6 separate regions of the Mus musculus genome follow, and all the other regions are linked to region 5. A link is a contact called in public HiChIP or PLAC-seq, Micro-C and promoter capture Hi-C data. All regions are on one chromosome and are shown on one strand. Each heading gives the region's core, a stretch centred on a gene start, on an enhancer-like site or on the middle of the called end of the contact. The rest is flanking DNA. Distances are from core to core; before and after follow the strand shown. Region 1 has its middle 60 kb from the start of Gm30069. Region 2 overlaps 8430437L04Rik (RIKEN cDNA 8430437L04 gene). Region 3 overlaps Map3k20 (mitogen-activated protein kinase kinase kinase 20). Region 4 overlaps Map3k20 (mitogen-activated protein kinase kinase kinase 20). Region 5 holds the start of Gpr155 (G protein-coupled receptor 155). Region 6 holds the start of Atp5g3 (ATP synthase, H+ transporting, mitochondrial F0 complex, subunit C3 (subunit 9)).

The links. Promoter capture Hi-C pulls out the DNA fragments that hold promoters and counts their contacts. A called contact is a pair of places that touch in the nucleus more often than the background predicts. HiChIP or PLAC-seq counts read pairs in DNA pulled down with a chosen protein or histone mark.
Region 1: a promoter capture Hi-C map of 3T3-L1-derived adipocytes shows a contact between it and region 5, with 5 times the contacts expected there. The contact joins the enhancer-like site here to the promoter of Gpr155 in region 5. A contact is called at or near these places in 10 of 39 promoter capture datasets (the 3T3-L1 cell line, 3T3-L1-derived adipocytes, cranial neural crest and 6 more) and 2 of 115 datasets of contacts at active chromatin or transcription factors (astrocytes and embryonic forebrain).
Region 2: a contact with region 5 is called in a promoter capture Hi-C map of 3T3-L1-derived adipocytes, with 3 times the contacts expected there. The contact joins the enhancer-like site here to the promoter of Gpr155 in region 5. A contact is called at or near these places in 9 of 39 promoter capture datasets (3T3-L1-derived adipocytes, the HPC-7 cell line, cranial neural crest and 6 more).
Region 3: a contact with region 5 is called in an H3K4me3 HiChIP or PLAC-seq map of bone marrow-derived macrophages, with 6 times the contacts expected there. The contact joins the enhancer-like site here to the promoter of Gpr155 in region 5. A contact is called at or near these places in 9 of 39 promoter capture datasets (the 3T3-L1 cell line, the C10 cell line, the HPC-7 cell line and 5 more), 2 of 115 datasets of contacts at active chromatin or transcription factors (astrocytes and bone marrow-derived macrophages) and 1 of 9 other capture datasets (macrophages).
Region 4: a promoter capture Hi-C map of pre-B cells shows a contact between it and region 5, with 6 times the contacts expected there. The contact joins the enhancer-like site here to the promoter of Gpr155 in region 5. A contact is called at or near these places in 18 of 39 promoter capture datasets (the 3T3-L1 cell line, 3T3-L1-derived adipocytes, the C10 cell line and 12 more), 1 of 484 Hi-C or Micro-C datasets (pre-B cells) and 3 of 115 datasets of contacts at active chromatin or transcription factors (astrocytes, embryonic forebrain and large pre-B cells).
Region 6: a contact with region 5 is called in a Micro-C map of embryonic stem cells, with 6 times the contacts expected there. The contact joins the promoter of Atp5g3 here to the promoter of Gpr155 in region 5. A contact is called at or near these places in 4 of 39 promoter capture datasets (hippocampal neurons, liver, pre-B cells and 1 more) and 2 of 484 Hi-C or Micro-C datasets (embryonic stem cells and olfactory sensory neurons).

Annotation. Positions count from the first base shown.
Region 1 is chr2:72,553,408-72,556,305 of GRCm38.p6, forward strand. No RefSeq gene overlaps it. Among named protein-coding and RNA genes, the nearest start is that of Gm30069, 60 kb to the right of the region's middle. Within about 2 kb of position 1,339, at least 19 of the 459 cell types and tissues checked have an H3K27ac peak or open chromatin away from gene starts, as enhancers often do. A contact at or near this core is called in 3T3-L1-derived adipocytes, where this site is marked.
Region 2 is chr2:72,725,868-72,728,745 of GRCm38.p6, forward strand. It overlaps 8430437L04Rik (RIKEN cDNA 8430437L04 gene), which reads left to right. Exons shown (of 7, transcript NR_040503.1): 6 at 934-1,023. Among named protein-coding and RNA genes, the nearest start is that of Gm30257, 6.5 kb to the right of the region's middle. Within about 2 kb of position 1,449, at least 4 of the 459 cell types and tissues checked have an H3K27ac peak or open chromatin away from gene starts, as enhancers often do. A contact at or near this core is called in 3T3-L1-derived adipocytes, where this site is marked.
Region 3 is chr2:72,436,883-72,439,729 of GRCm38.p6, forward strand. Map3k20 (mitogen-activated protein kinase kinase kinase 20) reads left to right here. Exons shown (of 20, transcript NM_023057.5): 19 at 1,320-1,470. Among named protein-coding and RNA genes, the nearest start is that of Gm39847, 26 kb to the right of the region's middle. Within about 2 kb of position 1,324, at least 20 of the 459 cell types and tissues checked have an H3K27ac peak or open chromatin away from gene starts, as enhancers often do. A contact at or near this core is called in bone marrow-derived macrophages, where this site is marked.
Region 4 is chr2:72,398,618-72,401,654 of GRCm38.p6, forward strand. All of the region lies in intron 11 of Map3k20 (mitogen-activated protein kinase kinase kinase 20), which reads left to right. Among named protein-coding and RNA genes, the nearest start is that of Gm52556, 48 kb to the left of the region's middle. Within about 2 kb of position 1,269, at least 44 of the 459 cell types and tissues checked have an H3K27ac peak or open chromatin away from gene starts, as enhancers often do. A contact at or near this core is called in pre-B cells, where this site is marked.
Region 5 is chr2:73,385,078-73,387,995 of GRCm38.p6, forward strand. Gpr155 (G protein-coupled receptor 155) reads right to left here and starts at 1,403. Exons shown (of 17, transcript NM_001190297.2): 1 at 1,188-1,403. Gm13707 (a long non-coding RNA gene) reads left to right here and starts at 1,773. Exons shown (of 9, transcript XR_866430.3): 1 at 1,773-2,279.
Region 6 is chr2:73,909,374-73,912,654 of GRCm38.p6, forward strand. It overlaps Atp5g3 (ATP synthase, H+ transporting, mitochondrial F0 complex, subunit C3 (subunit 9)), which reads right to left and starts at 1,953. Exons shown (of 5, transcript NM_175015.3): 1 at 1,879-1,953; 2 at 1,582-1,687; 3 at 491-568; 4 at 1-4. The coding sequence starts at 1,620.

The DNA.
Region 1 (2,898 bases), core at 89-2,588, 830 kb before region 5:
ACATGAGGCTCCTGAGGAAGACTAAGGACATGAAATGTCACTGGGGTTTCTTGAAGAATTTTTGGTAGCCCAGGCTGTCCTGGAACTCACTCTGTAGACCAGGCTAGCCTCAAACTCAGAGACCTGCCTGCCTTTTTGCCTCTCAAGTGCTAGGATTAAAGGTGCACACCACCACATCCAGGACCCTTGAGTGACTCTTAAGAAATAATGGGGGCTGGAGAGATGGCTCAGCAGCTAAGAGCACTGGCTGTTCTTTCAGAGGTCCTGAGTTCAATTCCCAGCAACCACATGGTGGTTCACAGGCATCTGTAATGGGATCTGATGCCCTCTTCTGGTGTGCCTGAAGACAGCAACAGTGTACTCATATACAGTAAATTTATACATCTTAAAAAAAAAAAAGAAATAATAGAATATGTAAGGAAGAACAATCTAGAAGAAACTGAGTTTGGAAAAAAGCTGCCCAATGATGTGTAAGAATTACTCCTAACTTCTTTTCTCTTCCAAGTGTTGGGAATTGTTATATAACTTAAACCCATTATTTACTTTATCAGTTTTATACTGTAAAGGGTCTTGTCCTGTGAAGGTCCCCCTCGGAATTTTGATGAAGGCACCCCCTCACTTTTACTTCATATATTTATCATTCCTTTACATAGAAAATTGGATGATGAAGCCAATGGGTTTAGTTTAAGCAAGAGTCTGAAGAGTCTAAGATCTCTTTGCTTGTGGCCACATAACTTTAATGGTCATATGGTCTTCTTTGTACATTGTGAGGAATTTAATTTCCCTTTGGATATGGTCACATGGAACAAACAGCTTTCTCCCATTGTGCCCTCAAGTCTTATGTAATTACATCAGGAACACTGTCATTGTAAGTCAGCTCGATCATTTTTGTATCTTATAAATTTGACAAATTTAACAGTCTACTTGAGAAGGGTTATCTTAAAACAACAACAACCTGGTAGTAATTAGATTTACTCTTCATCCATAAATATCTACAGTGGTGGGCTGGAGAGATGGCTTCTCGGTTAAGAGCACTGGCTATTCTTCCAGAGGAACCAGTCCTAATTCCCAGCAACCATAATGGCAGCTCACAACTGTCTCTAACTCCAGTTCCAGGCATCCAACATGCTCACACAGACATACATGCAGGCAAAAACCCCAAGACACAGTAAAACAAAACAAAACCAAAGACAGACAAACAAACAGTGGAATAAAAAAGGCTCAGAAGGAAAATCATGATGAAATAAGAAAGAAGAGAGAGAACAGAAGGCGGGGATACTGAAAAGGATGAGGCAAGGCTTGGCCTCAGTGGGAGAACGGTTAGCCTGGATAAGGCCCTGGTTCAATGCCCAGAAAACCACGAGACACAAAGGACAGAATGTTTGTGAAGAGAAGGCCAAGAAGAAGGAGAGAAAAGTGGACAGAGGCAAAAGAGGGCACAGAGACATTTTAAAGCAAACCATGTCTTCAGAAGGGTAACGTATCAAAATATTTTTAAGTACAAGGAATAAACAAGTTAAGAAAGACATCCTCACAGGAAATCAGCCTTAATTGCTCAATTCCCCAGAGCAGCCGAGATGGCAATGCTCTGTGACACTGAGATGGCTGGGTCCTGTCGCCAAGAAAGTGTAGCAGCGTGTGCTACACGGTCTTTTTGACACTTCCATTTGCTATGAAATTTCTCAGAATAAACAGCACATGTATTTTAGTAAAGACAGAGACTACGCATTTCCAAGGGGTGGGGTGGAGGTACTTGCAGGTGGCTTACTAAGAACAGCATGGGTTCTCACCCAACCAGAACCTGGGTGGCAAAGGAGACAGTGTTCTAGGTCCAAAACTATCAAGGAGAGATGGCCTCCCTTCAGAGTCCTCAGAGACTGGTTTCCATTACGACCGGTTCAATCTGCCAGAAAGGCAGGAACCATGGGGACGGTTGGGAGAACCCCACCCTCTCTGGGCTTAGGGTGTGCTGGCTCTGGAGAAGTTCTTACAAGTTATTTGGTTTGGGTCTTTCACCTTAGGAGTTCCTTTTAGCTAATGAAAGACAGCCAGGCTTGGGCAAGGCATCTCTACTCTACTCTCTTGAAAGAATGAAGCCCACTGCTGTCCCTCTGCTGTTTCCTCCTGGTCTATTTGGAAGCTGGCAAACGGATTTGATAAAAGTGACAGGCTTATCAGGTTAAGATAGTAATTTACTTCCACTGCTTTGAGAGGCACCAGCGACTAGCAGTAAGAAGAAATATATCTACCCTGGTGGACACATTTCAATTCATTAGGTTTCCCGGCTTTCATCCAAGACAGACTTTTTCTTCTTAGCCGATAAATCTGTTTGGTTTTTACTTCACATGGCACTAAACAAGCACACATCCATTTATACTCTAACAATATCCAGTCTGATTAATCGGTTTAATTAGCAGTGGGTTGATGCTTTCTTGGCCCACTGCAAGTCCAGTTACCAAAAAAAAAAAAAAAAAAAAAGAAAAAAAGGCAAAGCAACCAAGAGGGGCTGTTTGTAAAAACACATGCCTGCAACAACTGCAGGGGACCGGGGAGAGACATTCTCCCAACAAATGTTAGCCCTGGGCAAAAAAAAAAAAAAAAAAAATTTTTTTTTTGAGTACACACAAAAGATTAAATTAACAATAGATGAATGGCAGATAGGAACTGCCAGTGACCAGACTTTCTTAGGAGCCAACCTTTAACAACACGGATTATTTCGGATAATTCATGGTTTGCCATTTTTTATTCTTTGTCTCCTCTGTAATATCCAGGGCACATCTTAGACAGATAATTAGGGCATTATCATATTCCTTAACTAAGTCAGACAAATTGCACCATGCTTTGCCGCAAACCAACCTACAGTTCCACATTAGCATTGTCTAATTGTTCCAAATAAAG
Region 2 (2,878 bases), core at 199-2,698, 660 kb before region 5:
GTTACCTGGTAAGACCCTGTCTCAGATAGATAGATAGATAGATAGATAGATAGATAGATAGATAGATAGATAGATAGATAGATAGATCTAGAATGCTATTGAATTCTCATTGGTTGGATCTTTAAAGTTTTTCTTTAAAAAAAAGTTTAAGATGTTGAATTCACATGTGATCCAATTGGCAAACACATTCGTAGTGACTTGAAGTAATGTTAAATCTCAGACATAAACCCCTAAACATGCATACCACGCACACATCAGTAGATACTCATATCATAAACACCACAGCAGATATTGCATTGCTCTAAGTAAAGTATACAAAAATATCCGATTCTATTGGCGTTTGGAGTAAACACTCACACACATTCTTCTACAGATGACAGAGGGTACATTGATATTCTCCCCTTTTCTGGTACTTGCTGTGGTACAAAACAAGGCCTTTCCTGTTTATTTGATAGCCAGTTCCTCACTGGTTGAGTTACGTCTGCCAAGAGCTCAGGAGAGAATTCTGGCGCACATATCTCCTCATCCTTTCCTGAGTGGACAGGGAAGACGAATGCCATTCGAGAGTGGCTTCCATGCACTTCTCTGACATAACCCACTGTCTCCTCTTAGTCATTTGTGAGGCAAAATTAACCCTCAGGAGTGCAGAACCGATCCACACAGCCAGAGGGTTAGCAAGCCTGAGCACCTGGTGGTATGCCCAGACCTGAGGACTGTGCACAGTTCTGATTGCTTTTCTGTTGTTCACAAGTTGATTTAACACTCCGTCAAAGTGTTCTTTTCTCCTGTGCCCATTTTCCATGGGAGAGAACTGAGGAAGACAGAGCTTAAGAGACGTGGCCTAAGATTTGAAGCTTGGGAACCTCAGCTGGTTTCAGAGCCTGAGTGTGTCTTGTTGTTGTTGTTGTAATTTTAATTTCCTTCACCAAAAAGCATCCGGCATGGAAGTCAATTTGAAAGGACTCTCACTAACAAAAACGGAAAAAGAAAAATCTATCATCGAAGAAATTACATCACAGCCAGGTATGGTGTGTGCAGCTCAGACCTGTAATCCTAACACTCAAGAAGCTGAGGCAGGAGGATTGTCAAGAGTACAAAACCAGCCTGAGTTATAAAACATGGCAAATTCCAGGCTTCTGCATCAAAGCCAATGATAGTAAAGTATTATAAATCCCTGAATGGAGCTGAGTTCTATCATCCCATTTGAGAGGAAGGAAAAAGAGGGAGGGAGGGAGGAAGGGAGGGAGGGAGGGAGGAAGGGAGGGAGGGAGGGAGGGAGGGAGGATTGGTTAGTGATTTGTTGTGTGGGACTGTTCTTTGTTACATTAGATCAAATATAAAGGAATGAGAGGGGCAGGAAAGCTGTTGTTTGCTAACTACCACAGCAGTAATTGTTAGAGGTAAAAGTTCATAAAAGTACTGGGTAAAAGTTTGAGGAATGGCAATGTATTTCCACACATGAAGGTATCCTGCCAAGATACTTACTCATTACAAAAAGAAAGTCGTACATTTACACCAGAGAAGCTGGCAATTAGCACCTTAATCAAAAGCTCGAGGTTAACATCCGCAGTAATGGACACAGGAGGTTATGTGCCTCCTGTTTTAACTTGCTGCACTTTCTGCTGTTTTCTTGCTAAAATTTTATAGCTTGAATCTAATCACAAGGAAACTCTAGACAACCCCAAAGGAAGGGACATAATATTAAGTTGCCTGTAGTCTTAAAAAAACATGTAACATTGTTATGAATGAACAGTGACTGTTTCAGATTAAGACAGACTAGCAAGACACGGCAGTGAATGTTGTAAGTGCTCCAAAAATAATATCCTTCTCCTCCTCCTCCTCCTCCTCCTCCTCCTCCTCCTCCTCCTCCTCCTCCTCCTCCTCCTCCTTCTCCTCCTCCCCCTCCTTCTTCCTCCTTCTTCTCCTTCTTCTTCTTCCTGCTAAAAAAGCATTGCTGAGATCAAATGGCAAACCCTAAGCAAGCTAATAGATGAAATAATAGCATTTTATCAATTCAAATTTCCCAACTTTGATGGGAAATTATGCTGTGGCTTTGTAGGAGAATGTTCTATTCAGGAAACACACTGAAGCATTTAGGAGCAAAGGAATATTGACTTTTTAATTTATTTTCAGTCCATTTAGAAAAAAGTTGTACATACACAGAGAAATTATAAGTATGTATGTATGTGTGTATGTATGTATTTATACAGAAAGAGAATATACGAAAGCAAATGTACAACTTTTAATATTTGGGAGGTCTGGACAAGGTGGATATGTATATATCCTTAGTATAATTCTTTTAATTTTTCTGTAATATAAAATTGTGTGAAATAATCTTTTATATATCTGAAAAGAAGAAGGTATCAGCATAAAAATTCAGAGCCTCTGCACCTGGGATTCCTTCTGGCCAAGTGATCAAAAATCTAATTCAAATTGGCCAGGCAAAATACACACACACACAAAAATATTATTGGTCCATGTTCTCTGAGGGTAGAGATGACCTAAGACATAGCTGAGTCTAGCTCAGTGCCATTGTGTCTTGGTTCTTTTCCTCTTATCCCATCCCCCACTGGGTTGGCTTTATTCTCTGTGCCTATCTGGAGGTGCCTGGAAGTTCTAGGCTTAGTATTCTGGGTTTAGATCTAGTTGGAAACACAAAGACCCCTCTTCCTAGTGCAGCAGATGTCTTCCTTCTGTGGTACGTTCCATCAGCTTCCATACACCTGCCTCCTGATACATTTGATGCTCAGCACTTCTGGTTTAGCTAAGCTGAATGAAAAGCTCCCCTCTGGAGCCAAAGTCAGCCGGATACTCACATAGGTAGAAGTGACTCACGTATGGAAACTAGAGGTACCCACACCAGATTCTGGGAATACAA
Region 3 (2,847 bases), core at 74-2,573, 950 kb before region 5:
GCCTTGTCCACCTCACCCCATCAGCCTGCAAGGCAATACGTGTGTCAGCAATCCTGATACCTGTTAACCGTTCCCTCCGTGCATCCGCCCAGGAAAAGCCACCTTTAACTGATTCCGGCTTCGCTTCGCCTGCTGCAGACAACTCATTAAACGTGCCATGCCCGCCGCTTGCCCTTCTTCAACCTCCTTCCTCCCTCAGTTTCTTCTTTCCTTACTCCTCCTCTTCATGGACTCCATGATGATAATGAGCCACTTTTTCACTTTCTAGTTTTTAAAGAGTTCTTTTTCTTTTTCTTCCTTTCTTCCTTCCTTTCCTCTTATTCTCTCCTTTTATTTTTTGAAACAAGATATTTCCTATGTACCCCTAGCTAGTCTCCCACTTGCTATTAGACCAGGGTCAGCCTTGAACTGGCAGTGATCCACCTACTTCAGCCTCCTGAGTGCTGAGATAAAGGGCCTGTACACCACACCCTACTGTATTAAATCCTAGAGATCCCTTTTTGTAGGGACCCAAGGCCATTTACAGGTCAAGCCAATGTCCCACTGAGCTACACCCAGCGCCCTAAAGAGACTGTAATCTGTAGGTGTATCTGGTGATGGGGACAGTTTTGGGACAAGAACTGTTATCTTGGTCCAGTATCCTCTTCTGATACCGGATTTCTTCTCTCTCCATCCTGTCTCGCTGTGCACCTGCTAACCTTCACTCCCCCGGGAGCAGCCTTGTGCCATTCTCCTCCCTGTGTGTATCCTAGCACCCTTGGACCAAAGGTGCTTTTAGGGAAAACAGTGGTCAATGTTCATTTATTCAATAAGGTATCTTTTTTTCAAATATGAAAGACATTTCTTATTAATAAGGTAAATTGAGCTCTATCAAATGTTATAAATTCTGGAAGAAGACAACTCTATTTTTTTTAAAGATTTCTTTATTGATTTATCTATGAGTATGGTATTGCTGACACACCAGAAGAGGGAATCAGATCCCATTACAGATGGTTTTGAGTCACCATGTAGTTGCTGGGAATCAAACTCACAGCCTGCGGAAGAGCAGTCAGTGTTCTTAACTGCTGAGCCATCTCTCCAGCCCCACAACCCTATTTTTAAGTATTATAATCTGATAAGTAGAAAAGGGCATAGAATGAGAGAAGAGAAGGAGAAGGGAGAAGAAAGGACACTGAATCCATTATGAGAAAGGGGGTTGGAGTGTTCCTCTTATTCAAATTCACTAATTTGGGCAAATGACATAATAACATGTGTTTCCCCTTCTCATTCTATAAATGTGTATATGCATGATCATGGGGTTTTGATTTTTTTTTTAACAGAATGATGTCAGAACACCAAAACTCACTAAGCACGTGCACTCCATACAGTGGGACAGAACGAAGCCTCAGGATGAGGTGAAGGCGGTCCAGCTTGCCATTCAGACTCTGTTCTCCAGCTCAGAGGGCAACCCTGGCAGCAGATCCGACTCCAGTAAGTTAGTGTCCTTAACTCAGCCCGCACACCTGAGTCCAGGATGTTAAGTTATGAGATTCCCATTGCAGAGGAGAGTGCCAGGCAGAGGTGGCTCAGATGCCTAACTCAGACACCTTGAGACCTGAGAACCAGCAATGAGGCCTGTCGATGACGGAGGAAAGGTCAGGGGAGGGAGGAGAAGATGGACAAACGAGAGTGGAGTAGGCAGGACAGGATGGAGAGGCTCGGCGTGATGGCTCGGTGTATGTGAGTACTGACTCTTGTATGTTGTCCTCTAACCACGCAAACATCATGGCATGAGCTGTTCTACACACACACACACACACACACACACACACACACACACACACACCTCGAATACACACAAATTGAAGAGAGACAGTAAAGAGAAAAACTCCAACGCATATGCTGGATACTGGTGATAGTAATTTTTAAAATGTAGAAAAGCATTCAAGGCCAGCTGACAGGCTATGAAATCGGTCATTATCTGGTGAACTCAAGCAAAAGTTCTGATTCCCTACTTGTGGGCTGAGAAGCTCTAGGACTGTAGGACTGAGGCACGCTCACCGCTGTGCTGAAGGTGAATTTGTACAAAGCCACATGCAGTCCCCTCATAACCGTGAGTCGTATACACCAAGCACACAGAAACCCGTGCTTTCTCAGCAGCACTGCTTCTCCCCCCAAGAGAAAAGTATTTCTGTGACAGTGACCAGAAGGCTGTCTGCCAGGCACGGAGACAAAAGCGGGACTCTAACTTACTGCCCTCAAGGGCAGTCACTGAGTCATGACCGTCTGGCTCCTACATTGGCCACTGTTACGTCTGACATGCCAAGCAGAACAAACATTCTTAAATGACCACCAGCCAGGGCAGCCAGAATCCTGAAGAACAGTCAAAAGCCATCAACAAGTGATTTGACATCATGCCTTCACCTTTGTCAACAGTTGGTTTGCTTCCTTGTGCAGATAACCATCAGGGAACACTGTGACTATCCATGACTAGGCTTAGGATTTCGTGTGGCTATTTCTAAACTCCTTTATGTTGGTTAAGTCTGTGTGCCTTGTCTAATATGTCTGCCATAATCCTTCAAGTTCTTCTTTTAGATGGGTGTGTTAGCTCACAACTGTGATCCCAGCACCCTGGGGGCTAAAGCAGGAGGACCATTCAAGTTCCAGGCCATATAAGCTATACAGGAGTTTCGGAGACAAAAAAAAAAAAAAAAAAAAAAAAACAAAAACAAACAAACAAAAAAAAACCTTTCTAATAAGTGATGTTTACAGGGCACATTTTACTTCTATAGGGCTTTCATAGTCATGACCCTGGTTGACCCCTATAGCCCTGCCCCCCGTAAAGCCTGTGGGGTTCTACTATAATTC
Region 4 (3,037 bases), core at 19-2,518, 990 kb before region 5:
TAAAAGGGGGGAAAAACCTATTTAAAAGAAAATGCCTCCTCTGTATCTTTCCTTAGAAACTATTATTTCCTTAAGAACTGCATTTATTTGTATGTTAAAATTACAAGAGTAAAGTCTAATATGTTTAGACCATCCGTTAAGCCCTAAGAACACTGAGGGAATGAATGCCCTTAGATGCTACCAGTAATTAATAACTCATTGCAAGGAATGCCTTGGGTGTGTCAGAACTTAAGCACATTTTCTAAGATTGAACTGGCCTGCTGACATAGACATGGCAGGCATTAATATTCCTTATGGATTTAGTGCCATGAGTAGGAGAAGCATCAAATGGGGAGAAGGCCTCTCCTGGGACAGGCAACCCACTTGCTCTACCTCTGGGAAGATCCTTGTTCCTTCCCAAGTATGGAGCAGCACTGGCCACTCATGCGTTAGCCTTGAGCTTGAACTTAGTGTTAAATCATGCATCTCATTCCATCATCCTTGAGATTTAAAACAGAGTGACTTTTAGGGATCAAGTAAAAGCTTAGGATTGGTTTTCTAGGATTTTCAGTGGACGAGAACTGTCCGCTTAAAATTACAAGAAGCAAGAGATTCAAAATAAAGTTATCGACAAATAGACCAAGAAAAAAAGAGAGAGAGAAAACACTGAACACCCTTCATTGTGTGTTCCTCAAAGACCTATCTAGACAAGTCTTAACCTCCACTGAGCGGCTGCAAAATGTCTTCCAATATCTAAAGAACAGGAGAGTCCGTCTCCATTTCCAATTCCAATTGTGGAGACACAATCTGGCACCCCCTCACCCCCAAAAAGGAAAGTGCATTTAAATGCTACACGTTTACCCTTTTCAAAAATGTCTTTGGTAAATCCCAGGAATGCCGAGATAAGGACTGAGTTGCTATACATAGGACTGGCATGAGATATTATAAGGGTACCTCATTTTTGTCAGCAAGTCCTGTGAATTGAACCAGATTCTCAAAGAAGGGGTAAAGGGGGGGGGCAGCTTCCTGTTCAGGCTGAGCTGGTGCCAGCAGGCAGGTGGGAGCTACAGAGCACAGCCCTGTCCCCACGGCCCATCTGCTGAAGGCTAGGAAGCTGTGTTGTTATGCTTTTTATGTGCATTGAAACCTTAACTGTAAAGCACTGCATGGCTCGACTCTTTCTAAATGTCTTATTGTCAAGAAAACTTTCAACCGCTTATTAGAGTATGCCTAAGAACCTCGCCTTGGTTTACTGGCGTCAGTCTTGCTAAGAAATTATGGGCTGCCTTACACATATTATTGCTGCTGGTAACACAGTTGTATGACAAAGGATAATACGCGACAGGTGCTTGGTAGGTTGTGCGCTTGTGTTTTAACCCCAGAAGCCTTGGTTTGGGGGAAGTGCTTCGCAAGCCACCAGCTAACTGGGGACAGCATGATGCAGTCCCTGCGAGGGCCCCTCCCTTTTTACTTGTGAGGCCCAAGGCTTTTTGTTTATAACACTTGCTTTCAATGTCTCCTCTGCCTAGAGCTGGTACTTCTAAGGAAAAGGAGTTTGTGCTCGGGTATTTTATTAGTAGCTGTTTTCTTTCATCCTCACTTTAATCTCTAGGTGGTTTATAACTAGACTGCTGAAAGAAAAAAAAATCTTTTTAAAGGGGGCAAACGAGGCTTTTTTTTTTTATAGGTAGCTTCATCTTAAATATAACAGTCTAACTTTTACACAATACATAAGAATACTATCAGATTGATTTCAGGGGTCCTATTTTCCTTCCGAAAACCGAAATATTAAAGACACTTGGAAAGATGAGTTCTCTGTGCATAAATAGAAATAAAGCTTATTTCTAATTATTGCTGTGGCTTGCTGTAAAAAAAAAAGTTAGAGATAAACTCTTATTTAAGAAATATTTATGGATCTCTTTAGACCCTAACATAATGTGAGAAAAGACCTTGGCAATAATAAAATAAATAAGCAACAAAGGGTTTCTGTCCATTGAAAAACCAATTTGAGAATGTGGAAAGGGAGTGAATGGAGCCTTAGGGAGTGAGGCCCTGCCCCACCAGTAAGGATCTGAGACTGGCCAGGTGGACCACAGGACCTTGATTCTGAGCCCAAAGTGCCAAAATTCTCCTCTAATAGAAAGTTCTGGCTTTTGAGAATTTATCTCCGCCAAGCAGTGGTGGCGCGCGCCTTTAATCCCAGCACTAGGGAGGCAGAGGCAGCAGGATCTCAGAGTTCGAGGTCAGCTTGGTCTGCAGAACAAGTTCCGGGACAGCCTGGCCTACATAAAGAAACCCTGTCTCAAATAAAAACAAAATGAAATGAAAACTTATCTCCATCAGTAAGTTAAATTAGAAAATTGGGCCATCAAGATGGTTGTGTCACTAGAAGCACTTGCCAAACAACCCTGATCACCCCAGTGCCAAAAACCTAACGAGGCAGGAGAGAACCAGTTCCCAAAAGTTACACGCCCATGGCATGCGTGTGCCTGCCACAATAATAGATATGGGGAATTTTTAATCTTAAGATTTAAAAAAACCTAGGAACTACACTGTGCCTTCACACCCAGAGTGTAGAGTTCATCTGAGAGTTATTACCACTGCGACAACATGAGAAAGACCTCGTAGGCAAGTCTCACTGGAAGGAGACTTGGTGTCGGTGGCTGCAGCAAAGGAGACAGGCTAAGAGCAGTCTCCCACAGTCTCCACAGGTTCACCATAACTGAGTTAAAGACGGGATCTCGAATTTACTCCCAAGTGAATTATATAATAACATGAATAAATTAAACAGTGCTGGATCTGGCCCGAGTCAGTAATAAATGGAAGCAAGTAACGTCCTCTTCAGAGTGTGCTCAAAGCACTGTCCCAGAGAAAGAGGTAGGGTCAACCACATTCCCCAGCTGCATGCACGCACACACGCTCACACGTGCACACACACACCTGCAGCCAAACTGCTTTTATCCTTCCTCTGCGCTCTTCCTTGGAACGGGGTTTCTGATTTTTTTTTTTTTACTTGAGATTTAATCTTTGCTTCATTTCTTCCCTTTTTTAAATTAAT
Region 5 (2,918 bases), core at 153-2,652:
AAGTAATCTGTCCTTTTCCCCCTTTCAATTTTTCCAGTGTTATAAACAGTTCCCGAGGCAAATGAAAGTTAAAATGACTTCTAGTCTGACATAATGTCACACACCTGTAATCACAGCACTAGTGAGGCAGAGGCAGGAAGACCATGGGTTCAAGCCCAGCTACAAAGAAAAGCCAGCCAGGACTTAAATTAGCAGCTGTCTCAAAATAAGGAAGGGAGAAAAAAAAAAACTAAAAATAACTCTGAAGTTTTATCTCATACCATTTTAAACATGAAAACAAAACAAAACGAAAAACCGCTTCTTATGCACATTTTAAGATTAACAAGAACCACAACAAAGGAAGTTTTAAAAATGTCATCCAGTCCTTTAAACTACAAAAACAAGACTTGTTGCAGAACAAACAAGTTGTCCTATCACTGGAAAAGCCAATTCACTGGGCCAGACACTAGAAAACGAAGTATACAAACCATCTAGTCGCATTACATCTGACTTAGATAACATGACCAAAGCACTGAAATTGTAGGTTAAATGCTATTAAGTTCAAATGTGCTGCAGTACTGACTTGAAAGAAAAAGCTTTAAACTGAGGCTGTTCTCTTCTCAAACACTCCTATCCTTTAGACAGGAGAAAAGCCTAATGCCTTGCAGCACTATAAAAAGCACTCTTCAACATCAACAGGCACTCCAGTCACTGCCTTTTCCCTTGTCAATCTGCAGGATCAGACTTTGGCCCGCCAAGATAAGGAGTGCAGAGTCCCTGACCAAATAGATGATACCGAGGGCAGCTGACACCCGTGGAAGTGGAAAGCCAGGGCATGGGAGTCACAACGTCAGGTGCTCCGTAAAGAAGTATGGGAGAAAATTTGGCGCAAAGATCCCGAGGTGCTCAGGAGGGGCAGACACGAAGGCCACCTTGGGCTAAAGTAAAAAGTCCGAGATGACAATGTGAGCACACGTGCAACGGGGTGCTTCGCACCCTGGGGACCGCAGCTCTGGCACCAGAGGGGACAAGTCGTCCCTTGTGAGCAGACCATCTCCAGTGTTCCCGCAGGTTTCAGGCGCAGGCTCTGTGGAGCAGAGGCGGACAGGCGCAGCAGCTAGCCGAGGCGCCAGGGCAGCCTGGCGCTGCCCACTGGTCCGGACCCCAGGGGCAGGGGCCATTGCAAACGCAACTGGGGCTCATCTCACCTGCTAGGTCTGCAGCTCCGGCTGCAAGGAGAAGGAAGCCGATGCTCACAGAGGGCCAAGCAGCGAGCACACCGCCGTCATCTCCCGCCCCGAACCCTCTTGTAGCGGCGTGTGCCAGCGGCAGATGCCCAACCACGTTCCGAGAAAGGGAGGGGTGAGCCGCTGCGGTCCTGTCAGCTACCTTAGGCGTCTGCAGCCCGGTGCCTCCTCCCCGCCTCCGCCCCGCCTTCAGGCTCCGCCCCTGGCCTGGAGGTCAGAGAAGCCGGTCTCCATTCTGCCGTGAGGCCCCGCCCCCAAGCTCAGGACATGGCCCCGCCCCGCCCAAGGCCCCGCCTCCAGCATGGAGGTCCGCGTTTCAAATCTCCACCCCGCCGTCAGGCCACACCCCTAAGCTCCAGTGCTACACTGCACTCCGCCCTGGGGCTCCACCCCAAGGCCCCGCCCCTAGCCAGAAGGCCCGAATGCGGGTCTCCACCTCGCCTTTAGGCCCCGCCCCCAAGGACAAGCGACACCGCTCCACCCCCGGTGCCCGAGGCCACACAGCCCAGTCCCTGCCCTTATGCTTCGCCTCCGCCAAAGCCACTTGGCCGCCGGTCTCCCGTAGCTGTACTTCCGGCTTTTCTCTTCCCACAAGATGGCGGCCGGGTGGGGATTGGCAGTATTGGTTTCCTCCGCCTCTGCTCAGACTCAGGAAGGCCTGTCATCATTTCGGTTAACCTCAGCTTCCAGTAATCCTGTCAATTCCTCTCCTGGTTAGCCTCGTCATTGCATAGTATAGAGTTATAAATGCAAGGATGTGAGTTCAAACCCTGCCTTCTACCTTTCCCAAGCTAGCATGATCTTGACCTTCCTAAATCAAAAGAGATTAAAATATAAGCTTTAGTTGTGTGCTTGATTTAGAATACATTGCCAGCAGCGACTGCTTCTTTTTCTGTTGTGGAGGAACTCTGGCTGTATGCTCTTAGTTTACAGACAGGAATCTCCTAGTATTCTCGGAAGTCTACTGGGGCTTCTCGAAGTCAACGTGTGAAAATGAAGACATTTTCTGAAACAAAAAATATTTCTAATTTAAAGCCTGATCTCAGTGATTTTGTAAGTATTTCTTAAAAAGAAATCTTGCTTTGCAAATTTTACTGTTTTGTCTGGCCACTACTATGTCCTATTAATCTGTGCAGTTTTAGTACAAAGTACAGTACTATTTGCACCTTTAAATTAAGTTACTATATGGTTTACTAAGAAAATAAAAGCCGGGAAGGGAGATGGGATGGGGGAAGGGGGTTCCGAGGGAAAATGAGGAAAGGGGATAAAATTTGAAATGTAAATAAAGAAAATATGTAATAAAAAATGGGAAAAAAAAAGAAAAGAAAAGCCAAGAGCTGGCTTAAGGATATGAAGCCTAAGGAAAGGTGAGCAGAATTGAAACTATTTTTTAAAATGTAGCTTACTCCCTTTTGGTTCATTTTTTGTCTTTCTCACTTTTAACTATTAACCTAACTGCAAAAAAAAAAAAAAAAAAAAAAACAATACATCTGTTATCTCAAGGCTAAATGGATTCCTGCCTTGAAACTATGAACATTAGTCAAACTAAATATTTAGTGAACTTTGACTTTTAAAGGATTATTGAAAGACAGGCCTAGAAAGGAAAGTTAAGGCCAACCTGTAGGAGTTCCTTGTGTTAGCTTAGCTTAGTTTATCCTCTGACAGCACAGTAAGATTGGTACAATTTCCCCA
Region 6 (3,281 bases), core at 703-3,202, 520 kb after region 5:
AGCCCTGGGAAGAGGAAATAAGGCAAAGGTCAATTCAGTAATCACATTGATTTTAACTACTATAGTGCCAAAACCAGTAACTTCTTTATACTATAGCTTGGTATGAATAAATAATTGTATGGCTCAAGGAAAAAGAAAACCAAGAGCTTGATATAATTCTTATCTCGTATAAGATAGTTAACAAGACCTATACCTCTTAGGATTTTTAAAAGTATAAAACAGAATAATGAATATGCTTTTCAACAAAGCAGGCTTTTTTGGATAACCGTGGCTATTTTAAACACAGATAACTCAAAACTATAAATACAGCCTAAAATATTTATTTGCTAATTCAGAAGGTTGTGCTGGCCAAAAGTTCCTCTCAGTGGCTCACCTTCTATGTATTATTTAATAAAACTGGAAAGAAACCACCCATTAATACACCCCTTCATGATAACAACTCTGTAAGACTTATTGACAGTGTTTCCTAATTTCTGTTATTAATACTCACCTCTCCAGTCCTAGTCTCTGGCCGAGATAACACTGATGCAGAAATTGGTCTATATGCAACTCTGGATCCAGCTCGGATCTATTAATGGAAGGAAAAGAAAGAATTTCAAGTACTAAAGAGTACACATTAGTCTTCAGTGACCTCTTGTGCAACTTTAAACTCTAAAGGAGAAAGCAGAAGAGAACGAACAGATTTATTATCTCTGCAATTAGCATGGCCTTTGGTCATTGTGCATACACAAAGCCAACCTAAAATTTTATGCTAATGAACCATGGAATGTTCTATTTAATCTATCTGTAAACAAAAATCCTAAGACCAATTAGTTACCAAGTGACTGAGTGTTGTGGAAGTTTCAGTAACTGTAGTGCTGTAAATTCAAGTAAGTTATGTGGGCTCATAAGGGTGTCGCTATGATTTTGATCATTTACAACAGTCCAGCAGCTAATGAAGCTCCTACAATTTTCAAAGGATTCCTAAATACCCACTAATTCTAAATTTACTATAGAGTTAAGCATTTTGATGTCAGCTTAACAGCCGTTGCAATACTCTCACTATAAGGACATCTGGCAGTCTGGCTTCTCTGCCCTTGAGTGTCCACGGACACTAAGGTCACAGAAAATCCCTCCAGAACCAGGACCCGATTCTCTAGCACAAATCTTTTAGATTCAGACTTCACTTAAAGCCTCCAAAAAAGCAAGCTTCGGGGCTCCCCAACACCTTTCTCCGCCCACACAAGGAAGCAAAGTCCCTCCCTCTGCAGCGGCGAGTTTGACCTACAGACGCGCACGGGAAACGCTGTGCAGGCAACTAGGCCTCAGCTGCCCCTTCCTGACTTCTCAGCACCCCGACCTTCGCGTCGACCCCAACTCCATAGGGACCGGGCGGTGGGGGAGGGGCGCGCTCCACGAGCAAGGAGGCTGTGACCTACGCCCAGAAGGCCTGTCAGCTAGGCCTCGGGGGGGACACATGGCCGGGAACTGTCTGCGGGCCCCAGGGTTGGGAGGGAGGGAGGGAGGAGAGGACATCGGGGCAAGGGTGAAGGAGAGCCGGTCCCTCGGCGTGAATGCTGGGCCGAGGCCCGGGTTACGCACCAGAGCGGGGGTGCGGGCGAGCTTGGCGCAGGCGAACATCTTTCTTCCTGGCGGCGCGGCGTGGATCTAGGTGACAGGCGACGTGGGCTCCTCTCCCGCTTCCTCTCTGCGGAGCGAAAAGAGGCTTAAGGTCAAGTGTCCCCCCCAGGGGCCTGTCCTTGCCACCCCGGCCCCGAGGGGCCCCGCGCAGGCGGTCAGCGTGGCCGCGTGCCCGGGAAGCGCAAGCCCGGTGGACAGGGCCGGGAGACCCGCTCCGCCCCGGCCCGGGCCCCGCGCCCTCCGTTTACCTTCGCTTACCTCCCGAGGCGGCGGCAGTGGCGGCGGCAGAGGTCGAAGCAGTGGGGCTGGGCGCGCAAGCGCGGTGCGGCTCTTATCCGCGCCGCAGCACCCGGATGGAGAAGGCGGGGGAAGACGCTCAAGGTCACTTTGTAACAACTTTATTGGTAACTCTCAGAGGAGGACAATGACAGGCCCCCTCCGTGACCGGCTGGCGGCCAGTGAAATGAAAAGCACACTGAAGACGACTCTTGGCTTTGTTAGTGTTACTAACGGTGCAGATAATTTTTAGTTGTTGTCGCTATCGCAGACTGAGCCTCGCTCCTTGCACGTGCCAGGCAGGGGTTCTCCCAGGGAGCTACAAGCCGACCCTGATTTGGCTTTTATTTCAAACAGGGTGAGTTGCTCAGGCAGGCCTTGAGCTCAGTATGTAAGTTAGGGAGAACCTTGATCGTCCACTTTCACCCTTCCAAGTAGTTAGCTTCTTCATAACCAACTCCAGCGGGATTATTTCTTTGTAAGACTCTAAAACAGGGTTTTTTGTTTGTTTGTTTGTTTGCTTTTGTTTAAGACGACAAATCTTTTCTCAGAAGACCTACCTAGAAGTCCTGGGAAGAACAAATGACGGTTCAAGAGCTTTGCAACTCTGTAGACTAGGCTAGCCTTCAACTCACAGAAATCCTCCTGCCTCTGTTTTCCAAGTGCTGACATTAAAGCCATGTACCACTGTGTTCTGCTGCCTTCCACCATTATAACTGGGAGAATTAAGAGATAATAATGTATCATCATTTCGGACTAAAAAAGTGCCTGAATAGTTTTCAAAATCTATTCAGCACCCAGTTCTGATAACTTTGAACAAACCAGATGGATGCAGAAATGTCTCAGATAAATGGCTGTAGTTCAACGTCTGGTCTTCTTATTGATTTTTTTAAAATAGTTTTTTTGAGATAATATAATCTCATAGGTTCTCCCCTGTTTTAGGGTTTTAATGCTGTGAAGAGACACCACGACTACCGCAACTCTTAGAAACAAACAAACAAACATTTAATTGGGGCTGGCTTACAGTTTCAGAGGTTTAGTCCATTTTCAGCATGGCAGGAAGCATGGCAGTGTTCAGGCAGACACGGTGCTGGAGACAGAGCTGAGAATAGCTGAAGGAAGAAGGCAGGCAGCCAGAAGAGACCACTGTTAGCCATTATGCTTGCCTTATGCTTCTGAAACCTCAAAGCCTGCACCCCCCCCCCCCCCAGTTACACACTTCCTCCAACAAGGCCACACCTCCTAACGGTGCCATTCCCTATGGACCCGTGGGGGCCAATTTTTTATTCAAACACCACTCCCTCCCATTTCCTCCCCCCTCCTCCTCCTAGACACTTCTTGACTTTTCAAATCTGAGGCCTCTTTTTCTTTAGTTTTATATACAT